3 separate regions of the Zea mays genome follow, and regions 2 and 3 are each linked to region 1. The links are chromatin contacts, called in public Hi-C maps. All regions are on one chromosome and are shown on one strand. Each heading gives the region's core, a stretch centred on a gene start, on an enhancer-like site or on the middle of the called end of the contact. The rest is flanking DNA. Distances are from core to core; before and after follow the strand shown. Region 1 holds the start of LOC100502288 (Lipid phosphate phosphatase 2). Region 2 holds the start of LOC100285775 (protein binding protein). Region 3 holds the start of LOC100275237.

The links. A called contact is a pair of places that touch in the nucleus more often than the background predicts.
Region 2: a contact with region 1 is called in a Hi-C map of leaf, with 6 times the contacts expected there. The contact joins the promoter of LOC100285775 here to the promoter of LOC100502288 in region 1. A contact is called at or near these places in 4 of 25 Hi-C or Micro-C datasets (ear, leaf and tassel).
Region 3: a contact with region 1 is called in a Hi-C map of leaf, with 7 times the contacts expected there. The contact joins the promoter of LOC100275237 here to the promoter of LOC100502288 in region 1. A contact is called at or near these places in 4 of 25 Hi-C or Micro-C datasets (ear, leaf and tassel).

The regions. Positions count from the first base shown.
Region 1 is chr8:156,393,679-156,397,731 of Zm-B73-REFERENCE-NAM-5.0, reverse strand. LOC100502288 (Lipid phosphate phosphatase 2) reads right to left here and starts at 2,145. Exons shown (of 8, transcript NM_001196765.1): 1 at 1,801-2,145; 2 at 1,024-1,270; 3 at 852-939; 4 at 664-773; 5 at 458-551. The coding sequence starts at 1,257.
Region 2 is chr8:156,247,498-156,251,741 of Zm-B73-REFERENCE-NAM-5.0, reverse strand. LOC100285775 (protein binding protein) reads left to right here and starts at 1,488. Exons shown (of 5, transcript NM_001361371.1): 1 at 1,488-1,652; 2 at 2,058-2,228. The coding sequence starts at 2,067. LOC103636196 (a long non-coding RNA gene) reads right to left here and starts at 1,660. Exons shown (of 4, transcript XR_002264373.3): 1 at 894-1,660; 2 at 114-768; 3 at 1-36.
Region 3 is chr8:156,207,436-156,211,709 of Zm-B73-REFERENCE-NAM-5.0, reverse strand. LOC100275237 reads left to right here and starts at 2,849. Exons shown (of 1, transcript NM_001149372.1): 1 at 2,849-3,734. The coding sequence starts at 3,089. The coding sequence ends at 3,544.

The DNA.
Region 1 (4,053 bases), core at 896-3,395:
GGTAAGCAATTTTTATTAGTTGTAGGTCCTATATTTGTCCACAAACTTGTAACACTTATGTCTATTAAAATTTCATACTATCACTTGCAGCAGCAATATTTTGTGTCAAGCTGACTGCAACTTTTAATCCGTACTCAATGGAAGAGTGAAGGAAGAATGCAGTATTTGACATAAAGGGCTAAAAGGATCACATGGGCAGATAGAAATGGAAAAACCATCAATACATTTGTTTCTTGAGAACTTGATAAACAATATATTGTATACAAAACATATTAAACACCTTGTCCCATACAATTAGCTGATTTAGATCAGAACCTAGAAAAGGAGGCATCAATTATTATATTCACTAAACTGCTGAGGAGGTAGTTAGCACGTCATAAAATAGGACATGTCCCAAACAGTTAGCTCTAATAACATGGGACTAATCCCTATATTTGTAAAGAATAATGTCACTTACATGAAGTATGACCACTTGGAAAGCTTTTATGACCTTCTTTAATAACACTCGCCTGGCCATGGCATATGGCGCCTGTAGTAAAGTTGTTATACTCCTAAAGGCCAAGTAAATTCATAAGATTTCTTATACAATTCAAATGCAATGTAATTGCACAAGGGCTTCAAGTGAGTTATTATCAAGGTTTGACTAAAAGTTAGGAGTTTTACAGGTTTTCCATCAGGGAAGCAACGCCAGAAGAAATCAGGACGTGGTCGCCCAACACCATCCTTTATCGCATCAGTTAAAACAGCAGTAATAAGTACTGAAAATAGGAGACCTGCCAGGACAAGTTAGATTTCAGAATAAGTAATATTGATAAAGTAGAATAGTGAATCTGGCGAGAAAGTGAATGTACCTAGTATGGCATGATGCAGATCATATACATTTCTCTTCTTAAAGTATATCACTGTTATGATAACCATAGGCCCAATGATACCAATTATCTGAACAAGCATGATATTAAGAAAACTTATTTAAGAGGTTCATTGAAATTGACAGGGTAAAACCAAAAGAGAACAGTATGTTACCGGCACAGCCCAAAATGGCACTGTATTGCCCTTCATGGGGTATCTGAGGTCTGTCATCATTTCTGATCCGACGAAGCGATGGAAGGGTTCTATTATATTAAGAACTCCATCCAATACAGCTAAAAGAATTAGCACAATCCAGTCATACATGTGTAGGCGTGCAACTTTGGATCCATGAGAGGATATATAGGGAGTCGGAGGTCCCAGACGAATTGGTGGGGCTGGTGCTGGCATTGCCTCTTGAGTCCTGAAATTGTTAACCGGACAAATTTACGAAATCTACTTATTGAATCGGAAATTCAATACACGATTTGTCGAACCAACTAGACATGTACACTGACAACTGTAAGGATTTCAGTTTCCTCATATCGAAGAGGTATTAAGGACTACAATAAACTAGAGACAAGAGCTAATTGTGCCTTTATATTCTTAGAAACTAGCAGACAAGAGCTAAGGCTTTATTATCGTCTACAAACTTGTGCAACTTTAAGTCATGGAAAATAGTTCTGCAGTATGACTAAATTCTTGTCAGATGTAGTAAGTATATTACTTATGATTTCACCCAAAACCTTCAGAATTATTGAATTCATTAGATACTCCTGAGGCAAGAGGCATGTTCAGGAGCATTAACCAATTAAGAATCTGTGATGGAAGCAGAGCAATAAATCAAAACCAAAATGCGTAGACGTAAGCACATCAAGCAACCGTTCAAACAAGCAAGAGGAGCAGCAGGAAACTAATTATTGGCGACCTAACAACCGAGACAAAGCTATATACCCGGTGGCAGAGACGCTCGCAGGTGCTCGACTGTTTGCCGCCGCCGAGGTCTTGCTGTCTTGTTAATCACGACAACTCGAGATGCGGAAGAGGCGAGAAATGAAGGCCAAGCAAAGAATCGCCCCTTTGGCTCCACGTGCTCCCACTCCTCTTCTCTCGCAGCGCGGCTGCAGTAGTATCAGCACATAAGTACCAGCGTATGGGCAAGCTTGCTTCCTCCGACTCTCCTGCTGTTCTTCCACCTTCTCTTTTCTAGTCTCCTCTTGGCTTGCAATGACTATTAATACCATGCGATGCGAGTGCGCACTGCGCACGCCATGGACGAAACCGTCCAGGCACACCGGCCTCAGAAAGTCACATCTGCCACGAGTCGACGAAGGGTCAGATGAACCCGCCCGCCTGCGCGTCACCGGCTGCGCCGCCGGTTGGAAAATAGCCAATATTCGGGGACGCGGCAGTTGAAGTATGACCGTCTCGTCCGTCGTCCCCATCGAGGGATTACGCGGCTGCCTGGGGAAGGAGGTACCTGACCTGGGAGTTGGCAGTTGGGACCTGGGATGGGACTACGGGAGGAGTCAGGCTGGCAGGAATGAATATGCGTATACCACTGATGTAGTTTTGGCGTCCGCTACTTTGGCCCATGGGCTTCTATCTGGTATTGGGCCGTGGTATGTGTGGTTTGGGTACGCCCTGCTAGACAACGTACTCCCCCGTTACAAAATATAGATACACGTCACATACTACATACTTAAGGGAGTCGATTAATCTCAAACTTAAGTGAATTTATAGAAAATAATATTAATATTTGTATATCCAAATAACTTTATTATTATAATAAAAAATTATTAATTCGTTGATATGTATTTAGTATCATAAGTCAAATATAACTATAAGCTTTGTTGGCTCATCGAAGTATGAGGAGAGAGGAGTGCATTTATTCAAAGACAGAGGTCAGAGTCAGATTGATTGAGTTGACTAGAAATTTTCTCTCGTCTTAGGCGTGGGTTCGAAACTTCGCGTCCGCGGTCTGCGGTCCGCGTCACTGTAAGAGCAACTCCAGTGATTCTCTAAAATACTTCCTAAATCAATAATTTAGGTAGTTAACATGAAAACTATTCTCCAACAGTTCTCTAAATGAACTTTCTAAATTTAACAACTTGTCATCTAACCTCATTTTCTTTCTACATTTGGCAACCATTTAACAACTCACTAAACAAAAATGTTGACTGCATTATATAGTTTTTGTGATTTATTTTTTACGTGGATAAATACAAAACAAAATTACAACCTATATTTAGAGAACTATTGGAAAACTCACATTTTTTTACTCCAATAGCCATTTAGCAACTTCTTAAATCTGTGATTTAGAGAGCTAAAATTTACATAACTATTGGAGTTGCTCTAAGACTGTAACCTTTTTTTTTTTGCAGCTCGCATAACTGGGTTTTTTTGCACGGCTTTTTGCGTTTTCGTGTGCGCGCTCTTGCAGTTTCTGTAAAGCGGCATTTCATTTAAATGCTGCATCTGCATGGAGTAGAGCGTGTGGGTACTCTCCATGCACGCGTGATTGATGGGAGTGGAGTGCGTTGCATACAGCCTTAACATAAATACACGTTGGATTAAATTTCCACCTCGGCTGCATGCAAGAGCAATGCCGTCCAAAAATCCCTTCAATCATACGAGTGACTTGCTTTTAGATACTTTGGCAAAAATGATAATATGACAACTAAAAGAAACAGTAGGGAGTAGATACTATGAGATTTCTTAGCTATTGATATGTTGGAATGTGTTTCAACAAATATTCTATTTTAAAAGATCTATATGTGATATATAGAAATTGTAGCAAAACATATGCATCTAACTGGTTCACTCTAACGATGTTATACTGTTGGATCTTTTATAGGCTGGGCCAATTTATTTAATAAATTTTATGGTGTGTAATGGAGGAGAATACCAATAGTACCATATTGGAAGTCCAAGTGTCGTTGGTTTGACTTATATGGTATAAATTATTCCACTTAATTTGAGAAGTCAAGAAACGAACAAGGCCATGCCACGCGCGCGCGCCGCCGGCCGGGCCCGGCGTGGCGGTGTGCGAGCGAGGCGTGGCGGGGTTGTGTTAATTTTTAGCACTCATTAACCGCGAGAGTTTCAACTCTGGGTTAAAACCTTTTAGTTGCCTATCTCTTGGCGTGCCGCATGCGAGACCCTCCTTTCAGTTGCCCGTCTCTTGGCGTGCCGCATGCGAGACCC
Region 2 (4,244 bases), core at 239-2,738, 150 kb after region 1:
CAATCAAATAGCCTTTCGGATATTGGACCCCATCACCTACAAGTTAGGTACAATATAAATGAGAGAAATGTACGACATTGATTGACAATGATAAACTATGGATCCACACTCACCATGTTTTTGCGTCTCTCTTAATGCATTGATGAAATATGGACTGTTAGCTACTTAGCTTTATGCCCTGGAATCACCTCCGCATGGAACCACTTAGCCCACCGCTAACCAACAAAATGGACCACATTCTTTCCTGCCTTAGAGAATGGACCTGTATCAATCCTTATCTAAACCATATATGGCTTCTCCTTCCTAGAACATATTCTCCCAAACACACCAAGGATACCACCTTAGGATGAGCCACCACCCGTCTCATACGTGCAACCGCTCACGCGAGCACGCCTCCTAAGCTCCTCCTCCTCTCTCGACACACGCATTGCGCCCTGTAACTCATCATCATCATCAACATCATCATCATCCATCATCATCATCATCATCATCATCATCATCATCGGAACCATGATGCGAATCCACCACTTGCAACTTCTTGCCTCTTCCGCTACTCTTTCTTTCCTTTTATCATGGACCTTATCAAGTTCCCGTTGAAAGTAATCTACAATGTTTGGTGGAACGTTGTGACAACCTTGTACATCCCCCACACGATGCAAGGTGTTGCTTGAAACGTGTAGCACCACCCACTTCCACAGTTTCTTATAATACTTGTACTTGAATCTGGAATATATGTTGTCCACGTGTTTCTAAACCGGACCGACATCCCTGAAAATAGGAACAACACGAACTGTTATTATCATATATTGCAAGTGTCACTCCTATTTTAAAAGATTTCAAACGAAAAGGGAAAAAACCCCAAAACCTAGCTCCTACTCGGCCTGTCGGCTTACCAGTGTTCCTTGCTGATTAATTGGTAACTCGCCTTGATAAGTCGGTCTACGATGTTGATTAGTCGGTCCTAACCGATGGAACGACTGGGAGGCCCACGCCCACACCATCCCCTCGCACTGCTGCTCCTACTAGGCTACTACTACGCCGCAGCCGCACAGGCAGACGCGTCGATTCAACCACACTGCTGCCAGTCTGCCACAACTATTTACTGCCGCCCCCTCATCACCGCCACGGGCCCGGCGAGCAAGCGCCAGCCAGGGGAGGGAAGCCGAGGCCTAGGACAGGAGGCCATGTCAGGGGACCGCTCGTCCACGGCAGAGCGCCGGCGGGGGATCCGGCGCCTCCTCCTGCATCCGCGCGGCGAGGCCTCCTCGCCTCCGCCTCCGCCGCCAGCGCCGGCGCCGGAGGAGGGGAGAAGGAAGGGGTTCGCCTCGGCGGCGCTGCGCGGCCTGGGCTGCACGTCGGCGGCGGCGTCCAAGGCGTACGCGCCCGGAGCGGCCGCGGCGGCGGCCTTGCGGTCGTCGGCGGACTGGCACGGGCGGCGGCGGAGGAGGGGCAAGGACAGGAGGAAGGAGCGTGGCGGCGGCGGAGCGGGAGCGGGCGGAGGCCTCGTCACCGGTGGGATCGGCGCCGATGTGTGGTGCGCACCCGGGATACCCTTCGCCGCGGAGGCGTCCTCGGTGGACTGCGTGGTGGCGCGGCACCAGACGGTGGGGAGGGGCGGCCGCGGCGCCGAGGGGGAGAGGTCCCACAGAGAGGTGCGTCCACGGCTTCCTCGCTTCTGCTAACGGATTTCCTTCGTTTTCAAAGGATTCAGTCGTTCCCTGTGGCTGGGGGCCGCCGTTGTTCGTTTGAAATAATTACGCATCCTTTTCTTTTCCTTCTGCGATCGTAGCGTGCTTTTTTGTCAGGTTCACAGCATTTCTGCCCCGCCCCCCCCCCCCCCCCCCCTCAAAATTTGATTAATGCTATTAATTCCCTATTTAATCTCGACAACTGTGATTACGGACGGTTATCAATACTGTTCAAAGGGTCAACGCGATTGGTCGTTCTTTGTTCTCTGGGTTCTTTCCCGAATTCTTTTTGTTTTATTCTATATGTATATATGCAAGTGGAATCTTTTCCATGTTCTGCTGTCTTGATGAGCTCTACCCGAACCACAGAGGCCGTGCATGTCCCGGAGGGCGACCGTGCAGGAGCAGATATCCTCGCCCTTCATGGACTCGCCGCCGCCGCACCTCGACGCCCCCTTCTTCGGGGCCGATCTGATCCCCTCCGGCCGCCTCCGTCGGATGCGCGGGTACCGCTACTCCCCCGGAGGCCTCGAGGAAGAGGTACGGCACACCATTGCATTGCACGCAGACAGACGCTTGCACTCTGCCTCTCGCCGTCTCGCGCTTGCTTACACGCATCAGCCGCATCCGTTCCATGCCCTGCCGACTCTGGCGGTTGGTGGCGAAGTTCAGGGATGCCGACTCCGGCAGTTGGTTGCGAAGTTCAGGGTCGTTAAGCGCGTGGTCATCTCACATGTTTCTGCGTGTGATGCGTGCGTGGTAACTGGCTGTACGCTGTTCGGTAACTCCCCTGGACGGATGGGTGAGAGTTGGAAGTGGTTGACTTGCTCGTTCCGTGCTCTAAACGTGACGTGAGATGGAGGCCTTCGTGGGAATTGTTAACTCAACCGGTGCCTTAACAGGCACAATGATATCGGTGGTACAGCCGTGACCCGTGTATTGACATGGGCATTTATATTAGTGTGCCAACAATGGAGGTGCGTAGTAGCAGAATTCGATTACACACAGAGAAGTTTTATAGCCAGCATAGATTAGCTTATCACTCCCTCCATCCCAGGCGTGCATGTATTTGGAAAAGTCAATATTTTAAATCTTTGACTAATAATTTAGCAAAAAAACGTATATTTTTACCCAATGCATGCTATATTTGGATTCATATACAAAAGTATTTAAGGTGATAGTATTTTTTGTACTTATTGTCTTATTGATGATATATTTTGAAAGATATGAATGATCAAAAGTTTTGTTTTAAAAACTGTGCCAAAAAATTATATGCCCTAAATAATGGGACGGAGAGAGTACTACCATTGTACCAAAAAAATGCAACTCTAGCTTTGTACTTGGTCCCATAGTTATTTGTCGTTTTATAGAAAAATGGTCAAACTTGAGATAGTTTTTTGTGGGTAGCTATTGTTGCATTCTTTTTTGCGGGTAAAGGCAGTATTTAACAGCATTGTTGGCTTAGGTTCCCTGTGCGGCTGTGCCTAACAGACGCTTATGCAAATACATGCTTTCCTTTTGGACAAGATAAACTTCACCGTGCTTTGTTGATGTGGTTATATTTAAATGGCCTATAGAATTATTTTTGCATTGTTCATGTCCTCGGGACCAGTTGATGTCAAGTAGAAGTCCTGGTGATTCAAGTCTTAGGATAGCTGCAGTTGATGAATGAATGAAACGAAAAGCGGTGTGTCCATTGAAAAAGACCTCCCAAGCGATGTGTCGATTAGAAGAGACCTCCCAACCGTGGCGTGGTTTGGTCCTGTATATTCCAACGCCAATAACAAGTATGAATACTGGATTAATACTGGATTCTCCGTGCTGAGCTGCGCAAAATGGTCACTGGTTCTTTAGAATGGGGGCAGTAGTGGCGGAACACCTGACATTTACGGCAAATAATATGGCTCGATTCTCCTTTGGCATACAATTCTGGTGGATCGTACAGTATGTTCAATGAAGGAATAGTCATGCTGGTTTCAAATGGCAGATGGGTGGTGCTGGCAGTTAATCATTTATTATTAATGCCAAGCCTGCTTTGCTGGACTGAGCTATTATTTTCTGTCTGCTTAAGGGGACCAATCCTTCATGCTTTTTATCATTTGCCTGTTGCTTCAGTCATTATCAGATCTGGAGTTGTAGTGATTCCTTCTATGTGGGCACCTGCCTAGTAATGGCCCCTACATTAATCATTCAATACCAAGATTCACAAGCACTGTCGGTCTGTACAGGTGCCAATTAATAGATATTGGAACACACTGTTAATCTACTTAGGTGTTATTTCCAAACCTGATTAACAGATGCCTATTGGCCTCATTATATAGAGTAGATAGCTGGTGCCAATCCGCAGTGTGTTCTACAGTCACTTTGCATGTTGGCCCGTTTGTGTTGTTTGGTGGATCTTATTAGTCATCTTTTTCAAAACGATGGACTGTGGAACATATTACACGGAGTATTTAGTATTGACCATGAGACCATATCGTTAAAGAGAAAGTCATCTTTGGTTGCAGTGAAGACTGAAGAGTATAAGCCTATAAGGCATGCTCACTCTTTCTAGAC
Region 3 (4,274 bases), core at 1,600-4,099, 190 kb after region 1:
CTTGTCGACGTTTGTGTGAATCTTGATACCGTATGTCTATGGCTATGATCCATTTGCTAAAGCGCTCTGTGCATCGATTGTTACCTCTAGCTCTTTTTCTCTCTGGTGGAGTGATTTCCATACAAAAATAGGTGGGAAGTGATTATAGCGGAAGTTGAATAGGGCCAAGTCTTGATCCAAAGACGAGGAAAAGGAACAGAGCCAAGTGTTTTTTTTATTATTATTATTCTCAAATCTTATTTATAGGCTGGGAAGTGGTTTTTATTTACTAGGCTTTCTCGTGAAGAATCTAATCAAGTAAGGCTATCCGCACTGACGAACTCCACGCTGAACTCTACCGCCTTGGTGGCATTTTGGAGTTCGAAAACAGCTGCAGTGGTGAACTCTATCCTAAACTGCATCAAGCCCGACGCACCTTCGAACTCTATTCCTAGAGACTTGGCGTTTGGACTCCATCTTCTCTCTCACATCCACGGTGGCAGCGGATCGTTGGTCCCGCTGTGGCTCGGATCGCAGGGCCACTGTAGACGTGAGTTGGTATTTGAAAAGAAATGATATAATATGTGGTAGTTGGTATAGAGTTGAGATATGGAGTAGATATGACTGCGGAGAATTTTAGTATAGAGTAAAGAATTTTGCTGATAAGGACAGAATATTCCTTTTAGGGTAGAAATTTAGAGTTGTATGAGTGTGGATAGCCTAACGCCGCGAAGCGACCCTATTTGTCTGCTTTTTTTCTACGAGGATCAGAGAAGCAGCAGCAGCAGACCTACCTTGCTCTCCGCTTTTCTGTGGACGACCAAAGCGGGGCCAAGTCTTGATCCTCATCCAAAGGAGCAAGGCCAAGTGGCCAAACTTTTACTTGCACTGTACGATCAAAGAGCTCAGCTGAAGGTATATACCCTGTGGTAGTGGTAGTGATACTGCCCATAGCGAGAAGCGCCTGGCAGCCAGCAACATCGCCATCGCCATCGCCCATCATGGTGGATTCGACGGCGAAACGGACCCTCGTGCGGGCCCCGCTTATTTGATGCACCCGTGTACTCCCCGGCGGCCCGGCCGGTCCCGCGAGCGCACTCCCACAAATAATTGGATCCAATCGAAAGAAATGAATTGAATTGAATACCATCCGCTAGGGGTGAAAACGGGCGAATACGGACGGATAGTAGCTCATCCTATATCCTACCCTAATGTATTTAAAACGGATTCGGGATCGGATACGGATAGTTAGAAACGGGACGGATACGGATACAGGGACCGGATATTTATCCGGGCGGATAAGTGACGGATACGGATATTATTTGATCGGATATCGGATACTTGTCGGATAATTCATTAATTGGTTATCATAAAATATTCTTGTTCGATCACGAAATTGCAAGTAAATTAATACTAATAAACATTTAATAGAATATAATCTCAAGTTCCCACATAAAAATGGTAAAGTGAAGTATTGATTATGTTAAAACTTGGATACTTAGAGTGATTTCACGTGTAACTCACGCAATAAGTGGAAATAAAATAGAAAAAACGTTGACATCCTGTGAATTTTATGGTCTCATTCTATTCAAATAAAACCTCAAGTCGCCACATGAAAATGATAAATGAAATATTAATTATGTTGAAACGTCGATACATAAAATGATTTCAAGTGTAACTCACGCAATAAGTGGGAGTGGAATGGAAGAAACACCAACATCTTGTGGATTTTATAATCCAAATGTTTTTTTAGAACTATATGTAGATATATGTTGTGTCCCAGTAAAAATTGATGAATTTTTTAGGCTATTTGGTGTATTATTAATTTCTTGTTGTAGAAAATCATCAAAATACAATTAAATTCATAAAAATATTGTAGTGTCGACCGGAAATTGCGAATAAGTTACCAATATTAATAAATAGTTTATAAAAAGATAATTCTAAGTTCCCACATGGAGATAATCTTAAGTCCCCACATTTTCATGTTAAAGTCTATTATTTTGATATAAATTTAGACATTATTTCAATGATTTTGGCCTAAATATATGTTTAAACAAAAATGTGTTGTACTACAAAGTTATAGATCTCTTCGAGCTCTACAATTTTCATATAAACTTTATCTTCATCCGATTTCATATGTAAAAGTTATGATTTTATAACTATATTATTATGCAGAAAAAGAAAAAACGGGTACCCGAATTCCGGGTACCCGTATCCGACCCGAATATCCGGGTATTTACCGGGTAGTACTCGTTCCGTATCCGACCCGAATCCGAAGCTGTACTATCCGGGTATTACCCGTATCCGTCCCGAATATAAAAATACCTGTATCCGTATCCGAAAAATGGTCCCGAATGAGTATCCGTATCCGGTACCCGTTTCGGGTACCCTACCCGTTTTCACCCCTACCATCCGCTGTGTACTTCCATCTGAGAGGCGACCACGTTTTGACCCGATAAAATACCAGCTGCGTTGCACGAACCGACGCCCAACTGTTGGGTGCAACGGCAAGCCATCCAGCCCATCCATCTGCTATTAAAAAATGCTTCTGCCGTTAGCGCCTCCTTTGTTTTTTGTTTTTGTTTTGCCGAACGGCTATAATTAGCACGGAACGAGGTTCCTCAGAGTGCGAATGCTTTCGCGGTCGTGCGGTCTCACTTCTCAGACGAGCTTTCGGCTAGTAAACCACAAGGCCAGATTCTGGCGAATAACTAGCCAAAATTCGAACCGAAATTTTATTATGTATTTTGTTTTAGACGGAGAAAAAAATAGTATCCCAACGAGAGAAAAAAAAAGAGAATCAGATTTTGTATCGGCTCAGAGATTTTAAAAAAGAAGATTAAAGTACATCCGCGCCGGAGCCGGACGCACGAAGATGCCTCCCTACCGAATGTAAAAAAAATATGCGAAAAGCAACAGACATCAGACAGCACAAGACAGCAGCGTCCCTAGTCCCCTCCCGGCACCGGCCTCCCCCTACCTCCTTCCCACGCCAGGAGCCACGAGGCCACGACCACCCCCACGCCTGTCCTACGCGAATCGCCCGCACCGGAAGCGAAAGCAAGGCAAGGTAGGAACGCAACGCAACGCAACGCAAGTGGACGAGGGCATGGACTCCGAGCCGGCGGCGGCGGCGCGCAGCAAAAAGGAGCGCAGCGATGCCAAGACGAAGAAGCGGCAGGGAGGCGGCGGAGGCGGCCCGCGTGGGCCCGGCGTGTCCCCGGCAGCGCCCCCCGAGGACGCCACCGGGAGCGGCGCGGCGGTGGCGGAGTGCGCGGCGGCGTGCTGCGTGCTGTGCGCCTGCCTCCCCGTGACCGTGCTCTGCTGCGTGGCGCGCGCCCCGCTCCGCGTCGCGCGCCGGTGCTGCGGCACGTGGAGGCCGCGGCGGCGGCGGCCCCGGCGGCGGCTCGCGCCGGGTGGGTCCTCGTCGTTCTCGGACGCCGAGGCCGGGGAGTTCCTGCAGGGCGGCGCCCGCGGGCGCGCAATGGGGCGGGAGGGGACGCGGCCCTCGCCGCGTGTCGGCCGGACTGCCTCGCCGCCGGCGTCGGATCGGGGGCGGAGGTAGCGCCAGTTTAGTCAGTTACTGACATTTTTCTTTTTGTCACCGTCGTCTTCTGCTCTTTTTCTTTCCCCCTCTCCTCTGCGATTTGCCGATTTTGTTGTAAGTTGTAAACCATATCTAGAGGTGGAGAGCATCTGCCAAGTAGGAGGATGGGTATGCCGCTGTTTCGGCGGTCTCTCCTCGCTCATTTGCTCCTTCTCGGCTTTGTTTTGCTCTAATCCAGGAACTGGTTTTGGCGAAACCAAAATGGTTTCGTCACGCCGATCCTACCAGGTGGCAGGTGTCGACTGCATTGTTCTAGTGTTATTTTCCTAGTGTACACTCACAGACTCGCTCCTCAATCGCACACCAACAGCTGCATTATCACTTTTACCTTTAATCATTGTGCCAAACAACAGGATTATTTTCCACTTAACACTGATACAGCTTAATACGTTGACTGAAATCTGATACGGCTTAGCGCAAATTTAATAATACAGCTGGCAGCTGGTTATAAGGATCTTGTAGCCTCATAAGGGCATGGACAAACCATTTAACATGGGGTATCTTGAGAGTTTTTTTAGGACTAATTGAAAAAAAATATAAGAGACCACTATTCGCTGAGAGTTCGTCTCTGCACAAGACCAGACATATTGTCTCTTAACTATATTTATGATCTAGTGTCTTAAGATTGTATCATGCAGTCTCTTAAGTGTATTTTGTAATTGAAAAAATGAACCACTATCTTAATGTT